Regions from separate parts of the Sus scrofa genome. Here region 1 is linked to region 2. Evidence: chromatin contacts called from public Hi-C data. All regions are on one chromosome and are shown on one strand. The core of a region is the stretch at or near the end of the contact, and the rest is flanking DNA. Distances in the headings are between cores, read along the strand shown. Region 1 has its middle 87 kb from the start of CTDP1. Region 2 has its middle 23 kb from the start of CTDP1.

Region 1 (5,879 bases), core at 3,278-5,777, 61 kb before region 2:
ACGTGTAGGACGCATGTGCTGTTGTGATGGGGACACGGGTGCTGTTATGACGGGGACACATGTGCTGGGGTTGAGAAGGGAACTGAGTGAATCAGAGCCCCATATTCGTAGCACTTGAGCTTTGACCCTGAGTCACAGCCATGGGCACTTAGGCTGTTTCCTAGTTTTCTGTGTTGTTATACTGGACCCAGAGGCTCCGTCTGCAGGTGTCTGAACCTGCCCTGCTCTGGTGAGATGCACTCAGAGCAGGTCCTGGGGCGGGGGGCCCTGCTTGCTTCCCCTCAGAGCCGGGACCCCCGGGGTCTCCCAGCCTGGGTCTGCTCTGGGGCTGTCACCCCCGGAGCAGGGAAGAGGGTAGGCAGGCAGAACTGCCCTCCTGCCCAGCCGTGAGGCCAGCCTCGAGAGGCTTGGGTTAGCACTGCATCAACACCATTTCTGCAGAGGAGCAAAGCCAGGCTGAGCCTCGTCCTGCAGCCACCGCCATGAACGCCAGGTGGAATCCACACCCTCCGAGGGACATCCTCACGGGGCTGAGCTGGGTTACATTCGCCATGGTCCACAGAGGTGGAAGCAGTCCACAGAACCAGCACCACCCGTGCCAGGCTGTCCCAAAGAATGATGACAATGTGTCCTACCCCAGAGCTGTGAACGGCCGCCTCTGTCCCCAGGTTTGATGGGATTGGAGGGTCCGAGACAGTATGGAGGTGAGCACTGGGGCCGTGGTTAGCAACACATTTGAGGAAATCTCCAACAAAAGAGTTTTCAAGCCCCATTAGCCAGGAAACTCATTAACCAGATGATTTATTTCCTGATTATTCCATTAACCAAAAATTTCTGGATTATGTTTTGAAGGGCTTGTGATGAAATTCCAGGCAGTGTTTTTTAAATGAGGGGGTGGGGTCTGCTCTCCGGGAGAACTGCAGCACCACCTGCAGGCACCGGCAGGTTAAGAACTGTGTTTGGGGAGTTCCGGTGGCTCAGTGGTTAATGAACCCGGCTAGCATCCATGAGGACACAGGTTCGATCCCTGGCCTCGCTCAGTGGGTTAAGGATCTGGCATTGCCATGAGCTGTGGTGTAGGTCGCAGACGCGGCTTGAGTCCCGAGTTGCTGTGGCTGTGGTGTAGGCTGGCGGCTATAGTCCTGATTGGACCCCTAGCCTGGGAACCTCCGTATGCCACCAGTGCAGCCCTGAAAAACAAAAAGACAAACAAAGCAAACATTTAAAAAATCAAACCTGTGCTTGGGCACAAATCTGCTGGGGAAGGTCCAGGAAGAAGCTTGGACTTGAGAGTAGCCAGGGGGCTGCTGACAGTGAGGGGCCGCTCTGGTGGAGAGGTGAGAGGGACGTGGGGTTTGAACACCAGGACGTGCCCGGGGGTGGACAGCAGTCAGCCTCTCCAGGTAATCTCCTGGGTCAAGGAAGTTTCATCTCAGGCCGCATCCTCCTGAGAAGCAGTTGTGTTTGCCAAGACCCCTCTGGGCTCCAGAATAGTCTGGTTTTGCTCAGACTGGGACCACGCATCCCTTTTCCTCATGGCCATGCTGGCGGATGGCCCCTGGAACACCTGGAGGAGGCCATGAGGTTGCTTAAGGAAGTTGGAGGGACCCAAGGCAGTGGCTGTGCAGACCAAGTCAGCATACCCCACGTCCCGCTCCCACTCCAGGTGAGTCCTGAGCACGATCTGAGCACCGACTGGCTGGGGCTGGACATGATATTACGGAGAAGACGCGAAGGCCCCACCCTCATGAGCCTCAGCAGCAGTGGATAGGCCCAGGCTGCCAGGGAGGGCTGCACACCCACTGCATGGATCCCACTCGCCATTCCTCTTCCTCCATTTGCTGGCCTCCAAAAGCTTCAAAGTCGCAGACACCTAGCGACGGGCCATGCAATGGGCCACACAGCATCCTCAATGTGACAAGTGTTTCTGTCTGTATTTAGAAGTCATACCCTTTAGGCTTCCTCTCTGCTGGCCAACACAGCCTCACCCACACTCAGGGGGCCTTAAAACAGTTGGTGCCTCTAAGCCAAGCATCAAAGTGCTCTCTCCGTCCTGGGTCCTCCGCCCTCTGACCGGATCTTCAGGTGCAAACCAAGGGCTCAGTTCTCCTCTTTTTGGTGCTGCTTTGCCCATTCTCACCAGCTTGTTCCTTCCAGCGCCTCCTGCAGGGAACCGCCCAGTAACTCTGGCAAAATGGCTGCAATGAGCATGGTTGTAAACTACATGGGCACACCGTGCCCCACACCCAGGTGCCTGACAGATCTTTAAAGGGTGGTGAAAAGGCAGGAAGAGGGACTGCTGGTCTCCTGGGGTCGCCAGCAGTCTCCAAGTCCCCACCCTGCACAGCTCAGACAACTCTGATGTTCAGTCTACAGGCCCAGTGTGGGTGGGTGGGGGTGGAGGTGGGGCAGACCTGCTCCTCCTGAGCCGTGTGGGACACTCTTGTCCAGGCCTCTGCCGGTGTTTGGTAGCCACCTGAAGTCTTAGGGCTCCTCCATCTTTGTCTCTGTGGTCACAGGGCCACGCTGTGCAGCATGACCTCCTCTGAGCGAGTCCTGTTCACAGAGAAGGGTGCCTCTGGGGCCACAGGGCAGAGCCTGAACGAGTGCCTCTGGGGAGGTGACCCTCCGCCCCTTGATGGAGGTCAAAGGGCGGCCGGTGGCTTTGCTCACCTGACATCCAGTCGGTCAGACCAGCCAGCTGGTGTCCTGCTTGGGTCCTCTCACTCCCTCCACACCGGCCCTCCTCTGCCCAAGCCTCACTGGGTCAAGGTTCTACCAGCTTCAGCCTCGGCCCCTCTCTAACCTTCCCTCCTTCTCGGCACCCAGACAGAAGAGACTGACCCTTTCTTTGGTAACAAGACTCTGCACCTGTGGAGCAAAAGAAAACCCTTCCCGCTTATGCAGCAGGTGATGGAACAGAAGCATGTTCTACCTTGTGGTCTTCCTTTAAAACCCTCATTTTACCAGAGGAAGTGGACTGCAGCACAGGATTATCTTGCAAATTCCAGAAGGAGGGTGGGCCCTGCTGGCTGCCTGAGGCAGGTCCACCCAGCCAGCCTGGGGCCTGAGCCCACCCAAGGGTCACTGCAAGCGCCCGGTTTTTAGAGGGGGATGGGGGTTCCGTGCTTGAGCACTGGCTCTTCTGGGCTAGAAAGTACAGGGACATCCTTGAAACTTCTGGTCACTCAGCTGGATGCTCTCGCTCTAGGGTTAGAAGCCAACCTGGCCCCCACTGCCTGGGGCTCAGCACAACAGCTGAACACTCCCTCTTGCTTTTGTTCTGAATCCTTTTGCGCTGTGCCCTGGAAGGTGTGGTCTGTGGTCACCAGGCCCCATGCAGGTCTGCCTGCCCTCGTCCAGAGACATGTCAGCCACAAAAGAGTCCAGAAGCCTGCCTGACCGGCCACCCAGGGAAAGTCCCGCCCGAGGGCTCGCTGACCGTGGGAAGGATAGGTCTGCAGAGGGTGGCTTCCGCCTCGGCTGCTTGAGCCCCACGGCTGAGGCCGCAAAGACCCCAAACTGACTCTACAGGAAAAGCTGATCAATAGCAGGTAACCATGTTTCCCTGGTCAGTCCCCGTGGGGTACCGCCGCCCCCCGCAGAGCCCCCAGCACACCCCCGTGGCAGACCACGAGTGTCGAGGAGGCGCTGGGTCTCAACCAGGAGGAAGGGCTTCTCTGGCGCCAGCTCGGAGGAGCTGGACTGGGCGTTGCATCTGGAAGCCCTCTGCGCGTGCGTGGGTCCAGGCAGGCGGCGCTGCGTCTGTCACCGGAGGGGGGAGAGCGGTGAGCAAGGGGGGCCGTGCGGGGCGCAGGGGCCCTGCTTCCCCAGGGCTGGCGGAGGAGCTGCTTTCACGGGATTAACAGCAACACCTGGGGAGTGGAGGGAGCAAGAGGCATGGAAATTCACCGTAATTTTGCCAAAGGCCCTTTAGACTTTTGTCTCGTGACTTTAACATCAGGCCAAGGAAGTGCTGGGCCTCCCTCCGACATTTGTTGGGGCCGAGTTTCAACAGTCACACCTCGGGAGCAACCTTTAGCGGATGAGACTAGCGCCACGTGGGGCGTCGGCTCCGTGACTCAGGGGCATGGGCACCGCCCACTGAATCACCCTGTCCAGCCCTGGGAAACCCTCTTCTTCCAAGCCGACTTGGCCCGACCCATCTTCCCACGGAGACGCAGAAGCACACAGGTGCTGACTGCCTTGACTTTGGCTTCCGCGGTGAGGGCCCTGTGTCTGTTCAGACAGTCCTCCGTTATTGATTGCTGAATGAGTGCATGGATGAACAAGCTAGTAAGGGGATGGCGGCTGTGAAAAGCTGCCGTGACTGATTTGGAAGAAAGCAGGGCTGGGAGAGAGGCCCTGCTCCAGCCCCTTCCTCCGGGGGGGCGTGGCCTGTGCCGCGTGACCACGTTTTCCTGTTAACTGCGGTAAAGTTTCATGCCTGTTTCAAGTGAGGGTTGACACCCTGAACCCTGTGGCAAGTCTCCGGCGTAAACAAGAACACACTTAGGGCTTATAGCCCCAGCCTCCTCCTGTCCCTTCTGTTCCTTCAGGTGCCCTGTGGCCTCCCAGTGCTGTCCTCACTCTGTCAAACCATTCAGACAGTGTGGAGCACAGTGGCTGGCAGCTTCCCAAGGCCTGCTGCTCCCAAGAACAGCTGGGTTTCCACCGCATGCTACCTACCCCCTCCTCCTCTGTACCCACGGCAGACATCACTAATTGATCCCAGCATCCTTTCCCATTGAGCCCAGACAATCGTGAACCTGGCGCTGTAGGAACCACTGCCAGTCAATCACGTTAAGACACATGAGGTGAGGCCTCTGCCTTTCTGCCTTCCGCTAAAGGCTGGAAGATGCTGATGGTGGAATTTCAAGCCTCAGGGTTGAACATCCTACCGTCCTCACCTCCTTGAAAACGATGGCATCCGAGAGAGCTTACTTTGCCTTTGAGGACCCTGGGAAATTCCAGTTTCACTTTAATGTGTGGGTTGAAGTGGATGACTCTCCGGGTTACAATCCCTCCCCATACTTGAGTGTCTGGCACTGTGGCCTCCACACTTGGCGTGGAAAACAGAGGCCGTGAGCATGGCAGCGGCAGCCAAAAGCAGAGCAAGGCCGCTTCCCCACGTTTGCTCAGTAGTTTCATGTGTCTGACAGTTTGGCTTGAAAACCAAGGGGCTAGCCAAGTCCAAAGGCAGCGCAGGGTCCCGTTTAACTGCGAGTCCCTGACCGGCCAGGTGGACATTTCACCTTCATGGCCCTTTGGAAGGTGACGGGTTAACTTCAGAAGGCCGAGGCAGTCCCTGGACCAAGCCCACCCCTCTCTGAAAAGTTACTGCCCCAGGGCATCTAACTGAATCCTCTGTGAAATACTTTGAGGGACCCAGGAGTATTAAAACTGCTGTTTAAACCACACCTTGTTTATCTTCCTAAATGCTAAGTGGCGGGTGGAAAGCACGTTTCAGAACACTTGCTGTTCCTGCAAACACAGAGCCGTTTCTTGATTTATTCCCAGCTCCTGAATTGACAGTTCTTTTGAAGTTGCCAGGAGATGGGATCAGACGGGGGCTTCCACATTGGAGCCCTGCCACCCAGGGGCAAATGATGTCTGCTTGCCCTCCCCCTCCTCCCCCTTTTCCCCTTCTTTTTTGCTGCCAAAAGAGCTGCATTGTTTCCACTTGGTCCGAGGCTTGGGAGGCCTGGTGGCTGGAGAGAGAAGTGGGCAGAGGCCCAGAGGCCTGGACTGGGAGGCTCCTGTTGGCCTGAGATCTGGCCCAGCCCAGTCTCGGGTGTGTGCTGGGGGAGGGTGTGCTGCCTCCTTGAAGAACCTCCCCGCCTGGCTCAGGGAGTGGCCTTGGGGAGCCACGAGGTGGA
Region 2 (5,972 bases), core at 466-2,965:
AATATTTTCCTACTCCTGATGCATGGGAGCAGGTTTCCACGGGATGGTGGGCTTTTAAGGAAGCTAAGGTAAATTACACTCAATATTAGTTTATACTTGTATTTTAAAATATTTCTTAATAGTATGATGGAGTCCAGAAAAGTAAAAGTAGAAGTAAAATAAATGAGAATTCTGACACTAAAAAAAAAAAAAAAAAAAAAAAAAAAAAAATCCCAAAATCTGAACGAAGATGCAAATATAGGACAGACATGGAGGTGGGTATTTATAAAGGGCTGGATCACATCCTTTTTCTGTGACAGGCTTGCTCCCTGCCAGGGCTTTGGTGATACCACAGCGTCAACATATATGGAACAACTTCTGTTTAGGGCAAAACTCTCAAGTACAAGGCTCAGGCCATCTTGAGGCAGAATTCTACTTTCAGGGAAAATAACTTATGTGCTCCAATTTACTCTCTGTAAAACATGAAATAAGCTCAAGGAAGTAAAGGGCTGGACGCTTTGCTGGCTGCACTTCCAACCCCTCCCCTCCATCTCTTCCCAGGAGGTTTCCTTCCTGGCCCCCCACATGCACTCACTCCTGCAGCCCATCATCGTCCGGCCCCCAGTGCCCACCGTGAGCAGGGGTCACCCCATAGGGCCGACATGAAAACTACCCAGGTCACCCATGCTGCACCCTCAGGGGAGCAGGAGCCCTGACAAGACCTGGGTGTTGATGAAATGACCCCAGGAGTCCCAGCGGATGGGCCTGGAGTTCTGGAGCCGCCCGGTGCTCCCAGAGCCAAGATGATGAGGAGGGGCCAGTGAGGAAGGTCAGATCACCAGTATTCCTCTGCTGAGGGCACCGCCACCGCCAAGGAGGGCAGACTGCAGGGAAACGAGGGCAGACAGAGCCATCCAGGACCTCCAGGGCAAGGGCGGAGCAGGAGCACAGCTCTCTGATGCCCGCAGACCCTTGGCCCCAAGGACCAGCGGGTGTGGACAGTCCATACCTCGGTCCACATCTGCTGGTCCTGGTGACCTGATCCTCCTTGTCCCACCTCTTGCTTGCATTTCTGAGACCCAGCGGGAAAACCAGGCTAATGTCTGGCTGCCCATCCTGCCAGGATCCTGCTGCCCTGCTCCCAGGCCAGGGCTGATCTCTGTGTCTGTGCTGCCTCCCAGGATGGGCATGTGAGCATCAGATCTGCACACAAGCTCCAGGAGGGAGTGTTCTGTGAGCTGGGGTAGACAGGAGGGCAGGGTTGGGGGAGCGCAGAGAGCAGCCAAGGGTGATGGCAGGGGGCCCCTGTCATGGCTGCATCAGGCCAAGCTAAGATTTAATAACAAAGAGGAACCAGGACATGACCTCACAAAGGGTGCCTCTCCTGGATGTGCCCCAGAGAAGGCAGGCTCCATGGGGCCAAACACCCGGCACAGCTCAGCCACTGGGCGGTGTCTCCCGAAGGAGAGGCTGTCTACCTGGCCCGGGTCTGGTCTGCTCTGCTGCACTTTCTTGTTGTGCCCCCGGGGGTAAGAGGCCAGCCGCTTAGGAGACAGTCTGATTTCTGTTTTCCAGGTGGAAAAGCATTTCTTGGTCTAATCTTCTGTGAAGTTGCTCCAGCTTGTTCACTCGACACACAGAGTGGGGACAGAACAGTCTTGAGCGGCTGTGCTGTGTGCAAAGGAGTGAAGGCGCTGGCTGGGGGGGTGCTCTGGGGGGTCCTGTTCTTGGAAGACTTGGGAGAGGCTGGGCCTGCTGGCTTCTGACAACCCAGAGTGGGAGACACAGCTGCCTGGCCAAGTGGCCGAGGCCTGCATGTGGCCTCTGGCAGGAAAAATGTCCACTCTGGTCTGGTGACACCCCCAGATGTGGGGGAGGGGCCACACCAGTGTCATATCCCAGAGCCTGGAGTGGCGCTCAGACAAAAACTTATCTTCCATGTGCTGGTCCACCAGGTTCTAAGCCGCTGCTTTTAAGGGCTCTGAAGTTGGGCAGCTTCCAGGTTTTTCTCAAGAGGTTTCTGGGGAGCTGCCTCTCTAGGCCTCCTATTGGTGGCCTTGCCTCTCTGGGCCAGAACCAGAAAAGAAGGGGCCTGGGCTGGTCCCCCGGCATTGTCCCAACCTTGTGAAAAATGTTATCTTTTTAAAATGAGAAAGTATGATAGACGTTCTATATAACTATAGAAACTATAGTAGAAAAAATATAGCTATAATAGAAAAAATAAAAATCTTAAATAAATAAATAAACAAAATGAGAAGGTGCTGTTCAACTCCCATTGCTCTGCCATGCATCTTTGCCCATGTCTGGACTCTAAATTAGAAACTCTGACCTAAAATGCTGTGATAGGCTTAAACGTTTGGGTGAAAACATCTCTTGAGAAGTGTCTATAAGGGCACTTATTTTGGGTCAGTGTAAGCCGGGTGGGCTGCCCGGCCTTGCACCTCTAGAGCCCCTCCTGCTGTGTTGTTCTAACTGCTTTTCTTTCCTTCTCCAACCCGGTCACGTGGGCTAAGGAGAAGCTTCTGAAGGGCTGGAGAGGCTCTCAGGACACTCTCTCCCGCCCAAGAGGTGCATCGTGGCAGGGATCGTGGGGAGACAGGCCTGAGCCCAAGTCGCCGCAGGACCAGACCCACTGGGGTCTGAGTGGGAGGAAAAGACCTTAACCTCTAGCTCAGGGTCCCTCTGTGTGGGACGGGAAGAAAAGAGTGACATCTACGTAAAGAACGTCACGAATTCCCTCATGGGATGGATGGAATGCGGAGGGAAAAGTACAGGAAAGGGCATGAATATTGTGGCCCCCATGAGGCCAAGGGTGGAGTGCAGAGTGGAGCTTCACCCCAGGGACGCTGCGGCTCGACACCCCGCGGGGTGCACCTGAAAGAGGGGTCCTGGCAACTCTGTTGTGTGTCACGTTTTATCTGTCTGCCAGGGGAGGGGGACTGGGCCTGCAGACTGATGAGTCCAAAGCAGTCCTCACTTTCAAAGGACCAAAGGCAGCTTCACCACAGGGCTGGTCCTTCTGATAATGGTTAGCTCCTTCCCTGAATTTTGACTCTTTTTTTTTTAATCTTTTTTTTTTTTTTTTTGGCTGCACCCACAGCCTGCAAAAGTTCCCAGGGCAGGAATTGAACCTGAGCCACTGCAGTGACAGTGCCAGAACCTTAACAAGATGTACCACCAGGGGAGCTCCCACTGCATTTTTTAAATTGCAGTAAAAGACACATACAATGTACCATCCTCGCCATGTTCAAGAAAACAGTTCAGCAGTACCAAGTACAGTCACACTGTTGTGCATCTGTCACCACCATTCATCTCCAAAACCCTTCTTCTCTTGCAAGATTGAAACTCTGTCCCCCTTACACACACCACCACCCCTCCCCAGCCCTGGCCACACTCTCTACTCTCTGTGAATCTGGCCACTCCAAGTCTCTCACATGCTGTGACGGGTCCGTTTCACTCAGCTCAAGTCCTCCAGGCTCACCCATGTTGTTGCCTGAATCAGAATCTCCTTCCTTTTTAGCAATAAACAACACTGCCTCGTCTTTTACTGCATTTTGCTCTTCTTCATCAGACCACTTTGGCTCAGGGGACCGTGCACTGGGGACCACACATATCTTTTTGAGATCCTGCGTCAATTCTTTGGTATATCCCCAGCTTCCACTGTATTTGAATAAGCGAGCTCATCTTTCTCTGAGCTACTTTTTACACATTTGTAAATTTAACTCATTTAATTGAAATGTACTGGTAATTACTGTTTTTGACGTTGATAACCAACACCATCTACAAATCGGTTTTCTGCTAATAAAAATCTGTGAAGAGAAAGGAAGACAGGGGGATGAGAGGGAGGGAGGAAGACGGCAGCTCTGGAACCTCTGCCTCCCGGCCGAGGCCAGACCACTGAGTCTGCTTTTCCTCGGCGGCGTCCGGGTGTCCTGGTGGCGTCCCAGCCAAAAGCAGCACCTCCTGCTGGGCCTTTTTCCTTCTGGACCCACAGGCTGTTCTGATGCTGCTGCCCCGGGTTCTGGGATTTTCATCAGGAGTGACGACTCTTAGGTCCCTTTCTAGGTGGAAAATGGCGGGGAGCAGTGAAGGGGGTGCCCTTGCAAACCTTCACCCGGGCCTCCCAGCTCTGGGTCACCTAGGCCCCCACCTCCCGGCTGGATGGTTCACCCACTTGCTGTTGGTGTGACGACCTCAGAGAGGCCCTGCCTTCCTCTCACACTTGCAACCAGGATGGTCTGTTGTTCCAAGTGAAGCAGGGTGAGCCCACCTGAGGCCCCACCCAGGACCCCTGGCCTCAGTGCCTCCCACTCTGCACAGCATGGCAGCCTCTCTAAAGCCTGAGCCTCTCCCCTGTTCATTGAACTGGGTCCTGCCGTTTCCATGTGAGGACACTGTCCTACAGAAACACTCACGGCTTACACGTGTGCTTTTAAAGGTCTGATGGTGCCCCAGTGTGGTGACAGGGAAGAATGCAAACCAGAGCCACGCAGTGCACGTGACCTACACACACCTGAAAGGCAGTGCCAGGAACTGGAGGTAACTAGCGAGGGTGGCAGTGCCACACCAGCTTCTTTACAGAACTCTGGTCTTTGTAAAGTTGGAGGATTTTGTTAGCTTGTTAATTCTTTGAGACCAGGTACTCTGTTATCTAGCTTATTCATTTACTTGTGAAAAATTTCATATTCCTTAATGCATGTGTATCCCCCAAGCATTTCAGACAGATGGTTATAATGGAAAAACACCCTTTCATGCAATATGACCAGGCACCACCACAATGTGTGAGCGAAGACAATGACTTAGTAGTGAATCCCGTCCTGTGGTTGCAGCACTGTGATCCAGAGAAACCCCACGCTGTCTTGGGTTTCTTTTTCTTTCTTTTTCTTTCTTTTTTTTTTTGCTATTCTAGGGCCGCACCTGCAGCATATGGAGGTTCCCAGGCTAGGGGTCCAATCAGAGCTGCAGCTGCCAGCCACAGCCACAGCAACGAAGGATTCGAGCCAACATTACACCACAGCTCACGGCAACGCAGGATCCTTAACCCACTGAGTGAGGCCAGAGATTGAACCCGCATCCTCATGGATCCTACTTGGGTTTGTTAATCGCTGAGCCATGAAGGGAAATCCTGTCTTAGGTTTTTTCACTCCGATGGCCTTCCCCACCAGAAAGCCTGAGGTCACCCCACACAAGGAGACTCAGCGTATGTATTGGGCAAGAACTTTCTCGTGCTGGGGCAGAAATGATTCCGAGAAACTATAACACAGCGAAAGATCCAGAGTTAGAAGACCAAGATTCAAGTCCATTTCTTTGGGACCCATGAAGCTGCTCAGCTGTTCCGAATGTCAGATTCCGCGTTGAGAAAGTGGGAAAAGGCTTTTGCCTCACAGGGTTGTCACCAACATCGTGGGAACACAAGGTGAGCACTCCTAGAGGAGAGTCAGCGGGAGGCTGCAGTGTCCATGTGACCACCAACTAGTGCACACTTCCCAATCTGGCTCTGGCTTCCAAGGTGTGAGCTGCCTCCCAGATCCTCCCTGTCCATCCCCCTCCCCGGTCCCTGTGTCACTGAGTGTATGGTGACAGACAGGTCCCCACTCATGCACAAGTGACCACTAATTCCATAAAGGGCAGGCCTCCCGAGGGTGCTCTGAGAAAAGGACTCTGGTTCAGGGAGGGATGACCCTCAGGCACACTGGCACTGATGGCCTGTTTCTGGAAAGGAAGTTTCCCGCTCTCACTGTGGGGAGGGCTCCTCCCGGCCACTCTTCCAGCGCTGTTCCCAGACTCAGGGCCTGAGCGCCCACACACTGCTTTTCCCATATTCACATGTCGCTTGTGCTATTTAGTTACTTAATAGCTTTCTTTAATTATAAATGTAATCCTTAAAAAACAAAACCTGTCCTCCCAAATAAAATAACACCGTGGGCTTAATGTATTTGTTATATTTTTTCTATATGTATATAATATATAATAACTATATAATGAGTAAAATA

What was found. A called contact is a pair of places that touch in the nucleus more often than the background predicts.
Region 1: a Hi-C map of retroperitoneal adipose tissue shows a contact between it and region 2, with 2.0 times the contacts expected there. The contact joins two enhancer-like sites. A contact is called at or near these places in 12 of 47 Hi-C or Micro-C datasets (blood, embryonic fibroblasts, heart right ventricle and 6 more).

Annotation. Positions count from the first base shown.
Region 1 is chr1:145,895,484-145,901,362 of Sscrofa11.1, reverse strand. No RefSeq gene overlaps it. Among named protein-coding and RNA genes, the nearest start is that of CTDP1, 87 kb to the right of the region's middle. Within about 2 kb of position 4,527, at least 30 of the 83 cell types and tissues checked have an H3K27ac peak or open chromatin away from gene starts, as enhancers often do. A contact at or near this core is called in omental adipose tissue and retroperitoneal adipose tissue, where this site is marked.
Region 2 is chr1:145,831,269-145,837,240 of Sscrofa11.1, reverse strand. No RefSeq gene overlaps it. Among named protein-coding and RNA genes, the nearest start is that of CTDP1, 23 kb to the right of the region's middle. Within about 2 kb of position 1,715, at least 2 of the 83 cell types and tissues checked have an H3K27ac peak or open chromatin away from gene starts, as enhancers often do. A contact at or near this core is called in omental adipose tissue and retroperitoneal adipose tissue, where this site is marked.